Regions from separate parts of the Zea mays genome. Here region 1 is linked to region 2. Evidence: chromatin contacts called from public Hi-C data. All regions are on one chromosome and are shown on one strand. Each heading gives the region's core, a stretch centred on a gene start, on an enhancer-like site or on the middle of the called end of the contact. The rest is flanking DNA. Distances are from core to core; before and after follow the strand shown.

Region 1 (5,794 bases), core at 471-2,970, 130 kb after region 2:
CTTCGCAGACAGCTTGTGGTACCCTTCGACATGGTCCTGCGAAGCATATATGCACAGTTCAGCTGCAGATCGAGCATAGATTTTGGGTGTTCTGTGCTTCAACGGAGTACACCCGTGGCCGTGGCTTCAGTGGAGATCATCGTACCAGCCTAAGAAAGTCGCCATGAATTTCATCCTCCGCGTCTATAGCTTTGTCAAGGACGTTGTTCGATGTAGCGCTGCAACAACGCATAGAGAAGAAAAAAAAACCAGTTTTTTTTTTTTTACTTCAGTGAATGCATAAACTATTGAATATATGTAAAACATGCGTTCGTAACGTTTTCGCGAACGTTAGACTGAAAGGCGATACAGTTAAAGCATACCTATGCCCTATCGTAAACCGGACGACGATTCCCTTCTCCTCCAGTTTCTTGAGCTTCTCACCTGATAAACAGCAGGTCAGACAAGCACAGTAAAACAAAAGAGAAATAGCAGTCAGCCCTAATGGATATTTCCTGCGCCATTGGATCTTTCAAGAAAATATATAAAAATAAATAAACAGAGAGAATCCTGCATCATCATCATTTCCTCTGCATCAGTCCGGGGGAAAGACAAAGAATCACGAACCTTGAGGCATCCAGGTCTCCCTCACGGAATCCCGACGCTTCCTGCTGCTGAAGGCGGTGTTGACCCCGATCACCACGAACACCCTTCTCCTCTGCTTACTTACGCCACCACCTGTACTTTCCCCGTGAAGCTCGTTGATGCTGCGCTTCGCTGCCAGCTCCATCTGCAGTGTGTCAATTGACTTCTCCAAGTATCTGGACGGACACAGAATGATACCCAGATTATTAGTCCCAAACTGGCTGGCAGTCAGAGAGGCCACCGGCTAGCTGTAGACGAGGAACAGTTTCTATAGCCAGTTTTCTATGTCGTTGCTGACTTACTGTATGGCCTCGTGAGTCTTCGACACCTCTCCCATAATGTCCCTGTCTTCTGCCGGTTTCTGAAACCAAGAGAGGGAGGTTACACAATCACTTTACGTTGAAAAGCTTGCTTTACGTTTTCGCAGTCCATTCCATGTGCTTTATGGAAAAATACAGTCAAATGCAGGAGATAGTTTTTTTTTTAAAAAAAAAGCAATGTCGAATACGATGCCTGCAGCAATGTCGAATTCAACAATGTCTCTGAAGTAGCATTGTAGCAAGCTGGTTAGGTTTAGGGATTTATAGAGCAAAATATATATAAAAAAAGGGATAACAAACAAAAGAATAATACAGCACAAAATCCAGGGGTTAGGCGGCCGTACCGGCTTGGCAACAAAATCCTCGGAAAGGCTCTGCAGCTCCGTGTCGTGCTCGTGCTCGTGCTCGTGCCACCCCGTCTGCACCACGACCGGGCTCGGCACCGATCCAAACCTGCCACGAGAACCATCGCCGCCGCAGAACCCGTGAGCCTTGCAGTCGCTCGCGGCACACAGACAGAACTCACCGGGCATGGATGGCTCCAACAGAGAAAGCGGAAGAGAAACCGATCTACTATATTGACTCACAGGTCCGTGACGAGTATGCCGAGGAAGAAGCTGAGGAAGCAGAGGATCAGTATCCGGCGCGAGAGCAGCCTCCTGTCCGAGGCCAGGCCGCCGTTCTTGGGCTTCATCTACCTCCCCTCCGATCGTTCCGCCTCTCTCCTCTTCTCCGGCGTGTCGTGCCGTGTCGTGTCGTGTCGTGTCTATGCGTTTCGTGAGTCACACCATAGGCGAGCGAGGGGAGGGCGGCTTTATGCAGGTTCGACGTAACCGAAGCAGAGGAGAGGAAACACGAGAGGCAGGAGGGAGACGACGACTACTACTTTAATGGTGGACTCGGAGCAAATGCTACGTTCACGGCACAAAGGTGGGAACGCTGTTTTTCTAGAGGCAGAGAGGCCTCTGGTTTAGGGGAAGGCTGTTACGTTACGCTGTTTTTTCTCTCTTTTTATTTTGTTTATTATATACTGCTAGAGATATGTGATTTTCTTAATTGAATGGGTACGAGAGGTATGGGCGACAAAAAAAAATACGGAGTAGATTTTTAGTCATCATATATATGAAGAATGAAAATTTCATAGAGCATTTTTTTTCTTTTTATAACGCGTATTAGGATTTAGAAATCAGGGAAAAAAACTTTACCAGCATATTTTGATCACGAATTACTCTTAAAGTACAGTATCAATTACTTCAGAATCAGTTCCATGGAAGGTAAATCTCCTTTTATTCCAAATTATAAGTTTTTTTAGAGAATCAAATATCTCGAATTTGATAAAAATATGAATATTTATGGAATTAAAGAAGCATAATACAAAAACACAGTTAATTAAAATTCTAATAATATTTATTTAGTATTTTAAATAGCATTGTTTTATTATATATTATATATTAATTAAATATAAGATGTTTTGTAAATAAAATAATTTATAAATTAGGACATAAAAACTACCTTGAGCAATTTTTGGTAAAGTCACACTAAATTTGATTTTTTATTCTTAATGTGTCCAATACCTTCAACCGGTGGTTGAAAAAAACTATAGGAAAATCCTTAACATTTCATTGGGCTCATTTGGTATCTTTTTTTAGCTACAACTTTAGCTACAAACTCCTCATATTCCTCTCATATAAGGGCAAAGTATATTGCTATATGTTAGCCGCCTCATACTCTATCTTAAACAGTGTCATATAGGACCTTTTTATGTAGAGAAAATAGAGAGTGGAGAGAGAACAAGGTCATTGTTTCGTGAAACGACCGCCTTATGAGCTGAAATTTAGGACTATGAAACAACCATACTATTGTATGACTTGTCTTTGTTGTACAATTCACAACTTAGCTCTTTGTTTGGACCTTGATGGCTAGAGGGGAGTGATTGATTGCTCTAGTTTTGCTCTAGGCTATCTCTCTAAACAAACTATTGGTTTATGAAAGACTAACATGTAGCCTGTGCTAACGCTATGATCCCGGGGAGGGGGTCGATTGCGGCGGCGCGAGGGGAGGGGTTGACGGTGGCGGCGCGAGTGAGGGAGAGAGGCTGGGGCGGCGGGGGTCACGTGGGAGTGAGAGGGGGATAGATGATCCAAATAATATTGTCCATTGGATTTAAGTGAATAAGTGGGGGGATTATCCAGCGATCTGAACCGTTGGTTTTGATGGCGTGTTAAGTCTGGATGCAATTTGTTTAGTGGAATTAGTGTAGGTTATGGGTGTGTGAGTGATTTGGTTGAGTGGGTTTGAAAAGTTTAAAGTGGTGGATTAAATAGTGGTAAAGGACAAGCTACACACAAGTAAGAGATAAAGCTACTTGCACAAAAATAGATGAACTAGTATGATACAACTAGTAAATATAATTGTAAGAATAGTTTGGGATGTAAACCACATGAGGTAAGAAACATAATATTTAACCCCAAGGTTTGGTTGTTTATAGACAACCTACATTCTCCTTATGGTGAATCCAAACTAGTTGGTTCATGTGCTAATTAACGTTATAGTCAAGTCCATAATAAGGGCACTGTAATGATCACTCTAAAGCGACACTCCAATAAGTCACTATTACACTAAAGTTGCTTTTCGTAAATCAGCCACGAGGAAAGAGCATAGGAGCCCCTTGCAGGAATGATTGAAGCCAACTACAATCTCCAATAGATGCTCAATGATTCCAACGATCTACAGACTGTCTAGCTGACGACAATCATCAAGAGTAATAAAAACAAAACCACCCTAACTCATTCAACTAGTGTCATAAGGTACATGAACTCAATACAATACACTAGGAGTGCTCCAATCTCACCAGGTGATGAATTATGGGTTTCAAGTGATTGGGGTGTGTTTCTTAAACCTCAAAAGGTGTATGTAAGTGTTAGTTGTCGAGGGATACCGACCAAGGGTCAATTTATAACCTCACAAAGATTTGAACAATTACCTCTTGAAAACGCTAAAATTGGGGACTGCGCTAGATACATCGATGCCCTTTCAGTGGGTATATCTCCAATGACTATAAACTAGTTGTTAGGCGTCTTGTGTAGTCAATGGACAAGTCACCGGACATGTCTGGTGAGTTATAGGCTAAAATATGTAGGTTTCTAAGCTCTCTGAGTAACTAGTCTGTTGTGATATCTGATGTTATGTTGGACACGTTCAATGCCTTATACGGCTACTATACACGGTTGACATACTCTTAGAGTTTCGTGTTTGGCGTTGCATGTCCGGTGCACGTCGGACACCATGATATATTGATAAAATATGTTATCTAAAATCAGGCCATTCTCACATCTAGTGATGTCTAGTGTCTCGCTAGATACGTCTGAAAATATGCATCGAGATTATTTTCTTATCTCTTTTGAAGCCAGCTAGCTCTCAAATGTTTTATCAAACGCGTTAGAGCATAGTTAGCATTTTCAAAGTTTTTATATAAACATGTCAGAGTGTAGTTAGTATTTTTTAATTTGGGAGCAAAAATATCAGGGGAATTGGAGGGGCTACAATTCCCTTGCTATTCTGTCGGCGTTTCGAGACCGGGGGGTCCCTGGACCGACGAGTGAATTGTCGCCGCGTGCCCCAGCCCAGATGGGTCGGCGCGAGACGGAGCGCGAAGGGGGGAAGGCGGCCGGAGGGAGACGGGCGTGAGAGGTGGAAATCCCGCGGCCTTCGTGTTCGTCCCGCGCCCAGGTCGGGTGCGCTTGCAGTAGGGGGTTACAAGCGTCCACGCGGGAGGGAGCGAGCGACCTCACGCGAGCGCCTGTCCCGTCCTTTCCCCGCGTGGCCAACCCTCTGTAAGAGGGCCCTGGTCCTTCCTTTTATAGGCGCAAGGAGAGGATCCAGGTATACAATGGGGGTGTAGCAGTGTGCTAACGTGTCTAGCGGAGGAGAGCTAGCGCCCTAAGTACATGCCATCGTGGCAGCCGGAGAGGTCTTGGCACCCGGTTCATGTGGTGTCGTGGCCGTCGGAGGAGCGCTGGAGCCTGGCGGAAGGACAGCTGCCGGGGCGGTCGAGTCCTTGCTGACGTCCTCTTGCTTCCGTAAGGGGGCTGAGAGCCGCCGTCGTCATAGAGCGTGCGGGGCGCCATCATTACTTATCTAGCGGAGCGAGCCAGATGGGACGCCGGTCTTGTTCCCCGTAGCCTGAGTCAGCTTGGGGTAGGGTAATGATGGCGCCTCCTGTTGACGTGGTCGGTCCGTGCCCTAGGTTGGGCGATGTGGAGGCTCCTCTGAGGTCGAGGTCGAGTCTGTCTTCCGAGGCCGAGGTCGAGTCCGAGCCCCTGGGTCGGGCGAGGCGGAGACCGTCGGCTGAGGCTAGGGCTGAGTCCGAGCCCTGGGGTCGGGCGAAGTGGAGTTCGTCGTCTTCCGGGGCTGAGCCCGAGTCCGAGCCCTGGGGTCGGGCGGATCGGAGTTCGTCGTCTTCAGGGGCTGAGCCCGAGTCCGAGCCCTGGGGTCGGGCGGAGCGGAGTTCGTCGTCTTCCGGGGCTGAGCCCGAGTCCGGGCCCTGGGGTCGGGCGAAGCGGAGTTCGTCGTCTTCCGGGGCTGAGCCCGAGTCCGAGCCCTGGGGTCGGGCGGATCGGAGTTCGTCGTCTTCAGGGGCTGAGCCCGAGTCCGAGCCCTGGGGTCGGGCGAAGCGGAGTTCGTCGTCTTCCGGGGCTGAGCCTGAGTCTGAGCCCTAGGGTCGGGCGAAGCGGAGTTCGTCGTCTTCCGGGGCTGAGCCCGAGTCCGAGCCCTGGGGTCGGGCGAAGCGGAGTTTCCTATGGCGCCTGAGGCCGGACCTGGCTGCTTGTCAGCCTCACTCTGTCGAGTGG
Region 2 (6,382 bases), core at 496-2,995:
ATGAGTTAGAGGTTCAACAATCTGATGGTTCGATTATTAAGCAACCATGGGCTAAATGCAATAGATGTACACATAAAGCTAAGGCAGAAAGTGGTAATGGTACAAAGGCTTTTAGTAACCATTTAAAGTTGAAGCATCAAATCTTGAAAGGCCAGCAAATCCTTAGTCAGAGTGGAAATTCCATAGGAACATATAAATATGATGAGAATGTCAGTGTGAGACTTCTATATTATGCCATCATCATGCATGAATATCCTTTCAGTATTGCTCAGCACAAGTACTTTGTGAAATTCATTAAATCATTAAGGCAGTGGGAGCATTTCTTGATCCTAGATACAAACATAGGATGGTTGAGCTATATATATCTAAGATGTATGACATTGATAAAGCTGAGTTAGAGAAGTTGGTATTCATGAATGTTATCAATGAATTATTTACATATTATTCATCAGTCATCACTGCAAAATCAACCACAAAAACCTCAAAAGGTGCTAGTTCAAAAGAGAGCGAGTTTGTTCGACATAAAAATACTTTGGTGGATGAGGATGATGATGAGGTTGATCTTGATGAGTTGTATGTAACAACAAGCAATGACAAGAAGGTGTCAGAGTTGGATTTGTACATGAGTGAGGACCTAGTGAAGGTCAATGACAATGAAGCAACATTTGATGTCCTATCATGGTGGAAAGGGCAAGTCACAAATTTTCCTATTCTTTCAACCCTTGCTCGTGATGTTTTGTCTATGCAAGTTTCTACTGTTGCTTCAGAGTCTGCATTTAGCTCTGGTGGACGCATTGTTGATGCATTCCGTTCAAGGCTCAAACCAGAAATTATTGAGGCATTGGTTTGTTGTAAAGATTGGAAGATTGCTTCAGAGAAAGGTATTGTTATATTTATAGCGTAATGATCCACATCATCATCATGATCAATAACATGTTTTCTATTAATTTCAGATTTGGAGATTGAAATTAAAACCTTAACTGAAGCTATGGATGTAGTTGACTTGGAGGATGATTTTGCAATTGGGACTTGAGATGTTCGACTTCAAGTTACCATGGAATGGATGATGTTGAACTTGTTATTTATTGTTGTAATGCTGTGGAACTATATTTTCTTGTTTGCACTTCTTCACTTGTTATGTTGTTCTGAACTGGACATGATCATATGACTCTATCTATTGTGATTTGTGTTGTTTCATTTTGTGATGTGCAAGTGTTGAACACTTGAACATGTTAAATGATGTCATTTATCTACTATCTATCTGTTATATACTTGTGGATTATGCCTAAAAGAGGGGACATGCTGTCGAATTTTTTTAATATTGTGTTGTTGGTTCCACATTTGATCTATCATATACATGATTATGTATTGCTTAATTTATGTGTTTGTTGGATGGTTGGGCAATTAATGCCATCGATACGAACTACCCGACAACTATCCGGTACATACCCGATCAGTATCCGTTATCCGTTTCTTATCCGCCCGTATTATTACCCGGTCCCGTCCTGTATCCGTCCCGAATCTGAAGTACCCGTATCCGGTCCCGTATCCGAGATAAATACATTAGGGTAGGATACAGGATGACCCTATATCCGGCTGTATCCGTCCCGTTTTCATCCAACATGGATGGGATAAGTGAAGAAGTTTAGGGCGATAGCACTGGATCCTTAATCCGTACTACACTCTGCTCTAGCAGTACCAGTGATCCAGATCCTGGCGCACTGCACCAGACTGGCAATCGCAGAGGATCCTGCGGGGACGCACTCACACACACACGAGACCCCGGCCAAGCCAAGATCCAAAGCACGCACGCATTCCCAGCGTCCGGCACACGGAGGGGTCGCGTTTCTCTAGTCTCGTTCTCCACTCTCAGTGACTCAGGCGACCCGCGGCCGACCATGCGGGCAGCAGCGGCGTCCCTGGTGCTGGTACCCCGCCTCGCCCTCTTCGTCCTGCTGCTGTCCGGCTCCGGCGTGCCGACTGCCCTGTCGAAGTCGACGCTGGAGTCCTGCGCCTCCTCCAGCGCCTGCCCGGCGCTGCTCTCCTACACGCTGTACGCGGACCTGAAGCTTGCGGAGCTGGCCGCGCTGTTCGCGGCCGACCCGCTGGCCATCCTGGCCGCCAACGCCATGGACTTCGCGGTCCCGGACCCGGGCGACCGCATTCTCCCGGCGGGGCTCGCGCTGCGCGTGCCGGTGCCGTGCGCCTGCTCCGACGGCATCCGCAAGGCCACCTCCGCGCGGTACGTGGCGCGGGCGGGGGACACGCTGGCGTCCGTGGCCGGCAGCGTCTACGGCGGGCTCACCACGGCCGACTGGATCCGCGACTCCAACGGCATGGCCGAGGAGGAGGACGCCGCCCTCGACGCCGGGACCACGCTGTTCGTGCCGCTGCACTGCGCCTGCTTCGGCGGCGCCGACAGCGGCGCCCCCGCCGTGTTCCTGACGTACCCGGTGGCCGAGGGCGACACGGTGCCGGCCATCGCGCGGAGGTTCCGCACCACGGGCAACGACCTGATGAGCGTCAACGACCTGGCCACCGCCGACGTCGCCGCCGGGGACATCATCGTCGTGCCGCTGCCCGGTGAGCTCTCTGCTCTGCTAGCCTTTGGGTACTAAGCCGCCGGCACGTGTTTCTTTGGATCTGGTTTTTGGCGTTGCTGGCGTGGACCGTTGCTCGGTCTGAGATGTACGTACCGTGCGTGGTCGGTCGGTTGGTTGGTTAGATCCGACGCTCGCCGACAAAATTGGTCGGTAAAAATTGCTTGCTCGCGTAGCAGTGCAGCCATTATTACTACCAGTAGCTGTCTAGCTTTGAAGTGTCGCTTGATGGCGCAACATTTCTGCGGTAGTTCAGTGGTGCTGGCCGTGCAGTTGTATATTGGCAAGGGCCCGTCAGTTTTTTTTTCTTTGCACATGGAGAAGGGGATGGAGGGGGGGGGGGGGGGGGGGGGGGGTGCTAAAAGAATGAGGCAAGTACGGTATACCGCTAAGGCGCTATCGCTGCGCCAAAAGCAAAAGGTGACTTCAGTGCTGTGTTTGGAACACTGCAAATATTGTCCAGTAGCGACATAACAGTGCGCTCCATCAACATCCACTGCCAGTTGTATTGTATTATGATGGAATTGTTCTTGCGTAAAGAAAGCCACAAGGTTATTCTCCCCAGACAGATATATAATAATAATCACGGACGAACAAAACAGGACGGTTACGTTGCATGATTGATCACTGACCGACATCTGCCATGTGCTCTTCTTCACTCACTGTTGCAGCGTGCGCCTCGTCGTTCCCCGCGTTCGCGTCGGACGCCGGCCTGGCGGTGGCCAACGGGACGTACGCGGTCACCGCCAACCGCTGCGTGCAGTGCAGCTGCGGCCCTGGAAACCTGGAGTAGGCGTCGTCTCCACTCTCCAGTCTCCAGTCTCTCCTTGCCTCATCTGCGCGCCAGCTCCAGCCGTGTCGTGTTTCTGATCGACCCTTGCCGCTCGCTCGTTGCAGCCTGTTCTGCGTGCCGGCGCCGCTGGCCGACTCCACGTGCTCCAGCATGCAGTGCAGCAACAGCAGCATGATGCTCGGCAACTTCACCCTCCTCATGACCAGCGCCGGCTGCAGCGTCACCTCCTGCAGCTACGGCGGGTACGCCAACGGGACCATCCTCGCCACGTAAGCGTTTGTCCGAACGAACCCGAATCTCTCACCTCTCGTCTTCGTGCTCTGCTCTGAGCTAGGCTTGACCAACAACACCGTCTCTTATTTGCATCTTGCTGGCAGGTTAACGACGTCGCTGAAACCCCAGTGCCCAGGTCACACTTATCATTCCTCTTGCCACTGTTGTTTCCAACCTGGATATAAAAGCAAATAAATAAATGAGTAAACGCTGTGTCGTTCGTTCCTGCAGGCCCGCACCAGTTCCCTCCGCTGATGCCGCCGCCGACGTCGTCGTTCTTCGAGACCTACCTCGGCCCGTCGCCGACGCCGATGGCGTCCGAAGGCGGCATGGGTCCGCAGATGGCTGGCATGGCGCCGACAAGCAGCCCGCCGGTGAGTTCAGGGCCGCCGACGGCAGGTTCACACGTCGGCAGTGACGCTCTTGCACAGGTCGCTTATCTCTGCCTCGTCGCCAGCCTGCTGTGGTAGACTGGTAGATTGGGCTGCCTGCGAGACAGCGAGAGGATACTCTAGCATAGCTTGTTCCGAAAGGGGATTCTTTTGTACGGAAACAGTCAGTTATTTTTTTGCGCGGCGTGTAATTTTTTTGTCATCCTTCGTTCTATCTGTCGTCCATGTATTATCGCGAACTCATGCAAATACGGAGTACTGTATTCGTCTATGAAGGAAAGTGACAATGGCCGGGGATTGTGTAGGATCGGAGCTATTACTGTAGGTCTAATTGAGGATGACACGAGATGAGATAATGTTGTCTCCTTTTTTCAAATCAGGTCGTTCCTTACATTTTTTTTTTTGATAATGAAAACATGAGTTCCGGCTTTAGCATGGTAATATATAGAGCCAACACAAGATAATTATTACATCCGAGAAACGTTGTCTAGAAAATGGAACTAACTCAAAGATGCAAAATGACGAGAATGTGGGTAACTCTGGCCATCCTCAATTCTTGTATTTGAGCGTCATCCAAGATTTGCAAAGACTTCCATCGCCACCACTTCCAACGCTTTACAAACATCGAGGATTTGTTGTTGTGATTCCTTCTTCTGTAGAAGTCTCCAAAATATGAACCAGTGAGTACCTCTGAAAATGACCTGCAGAATTAGTGGTATTAGTTTATGATTAAAAGCCTCCAGAATCTGAACATGTGGGTTCCTTACATGGAGCCATCTTTCTTTTTACAACTTTTAGACTATCTGTCGGGGACCATAATTAGGGGTACCCTCAAGACTCCTAAATCTCAGCTGGTAACCCCATCAGCACAAAGCTGCAAAGGCCTGATGGGTGCGATTAAGTCAAGGATCGGTCCATTCGAGGGACGCGATCACGCCTCGCCGAGCCCAGCCTCGGGCAAGGGCAGCCGACCCCGGAGGATCTACGTCTCGCCCGAGGACCCCTCCAGCAACGGACACACATTCGGCTCGCCCGAGGCCCAGTCTTCACCAAGAAGCAACCTTGGCCAAATCGCCACGCCAACCGACCAAACCGCAGGGGCATTTAATGCAAAGGTGGCCTGACACCTTTATCCTGACGCACGCCCTCCAGTCGACAGAGCCGAAGTGACCGCAGTCACTTCGCCGCTCCACTGACCGGTCTGACAAGAGGACAGCGCCGCCTGCGCCGCTCCGACTGCTGAGCCACTCGACAGAGTGAGGCTGACAGCAGCCAAGTCCGGCCTCAGGCGTCATAGGAAACTCCGCTTCGCCCGACCCCAGGGCTCAGACTCGGGCTCAGCCCCGGAAGACGATGAACTCCGCTTTGCCCGACCCCAGGGCTCGGACTCGGGCTCAGCCCCGGAAGACGACGAACTCCGCTCCACCCGACCCCAGGGCTCGGACTCGGGCTCAGCCCCGGAAGACGACGAACTCCGCTTCGCCCGACCCCAGGGCTCGGACTCGGGCTCAGCCCTGGAAGACGACGAACTCCGCTTCGCCCGACCCCAGGCCTGGACTCGGGCTCAGCCCCGGAAGACGACGAACTCCGCTTCGCCCGACCCCAGGGCTCGGACTCGGGCTCAGCCCCGGAAGACGACGAACTCTGCTTCGCCCGACCCCAGGTTTCAGACTCGGGCTCAGCCCTGAAGGACGACGAACTCCGCCTCGCCCGACCCCAGGGCTCGGACTCAGCCCTGGCCTCAGCCAACGGTCTCCGCCTTGTCCGACCTGGGGGCTCGGACTCGACCTCGACCTTAGAAGACAGACTCGACCTCGGAGGAGCCTCCACCTCGCCCAACCTAGGGCACGGACCGACAGGAGGCGCCATCATTACCCTACCCCGAGCTGATTCAGGCTACGGGGAACAAGACCGGCGTCCCATCTGGCTCGCTCTACTATACGAGTAATGATGGCGCCCCGCACGCTCTATGACGACGACGGCTCTCAGCCCTCTTACGGAAGCAAGAGGACGTCAGCAAGGACTCGACAGCCCCGACAGCTGTCCTTCCGCCAGGCTCCAGCACTCCTCCGACGGCCACGACACCACACGAACTGGGTGCCAAAACCTCCCCGGCTGCCACGATGGCATGTACTTAGGGCGCTAGCTCTCCTCCGCTAGACACGTTAGCACACTGCTACACCCCCCATTGTACACCTAGATCCTCTCCTTACGCCTATAAAAGGGAGGTCCAGGGCCCTCTTACAGAGGGTTGGCCGCGCGGGGAAGGACGGGACGGCGCTCGTGCAAGGCCGCTCGCTTGTCACACCCGGCTTTAAGGAACA

What was found. Hi-C and Micro-C count contacts between places; a contact is called where the count stands out from the background.
Region 1: a contact with region 2 is called in a Hi-C map of endosperm, with 5 times the contacts expected there. The contact joins the promoter of LOC100274035 here to the promoter of LOC100191962 in region 2. A contact is called at or near these places in 2 of 25 Hi-C or Micro-C datasets (ear and endosperm).

Annotation. Positions count from the first base shown.
Region 1 is chr7:130,129,864-130,135,657 of Zm-B73-REFERENCE-NAM-5.0, forward strand. LOC100274035 reads right to left here and starts at 1,721. Exons shown (of 11, transcript NM_001148418.1): 1 at 1,532-1,721; 2 at 1,289-1,397; 3 at 927-985; 4 at 607-800; 5 at 363-423; 6 at 146-218; 7 at 1-36. The coding sequence starts at 1,638.
Region 2 is chr7:129,997,630-130,004,011 of Zm-B73-REFERENCE-NAM-5.0, forward strand. LOC100191962 (LysM domain-containing GPI-anchored protein 1) reads left to right here and starts at 1,746. Exons shown (of 2, transcript NM_001137386.1): 1 at 1,746-2,583; 2 at 3,898-4,361. The coding sequence starts at 1,899. The coding sequence ends at 4,136.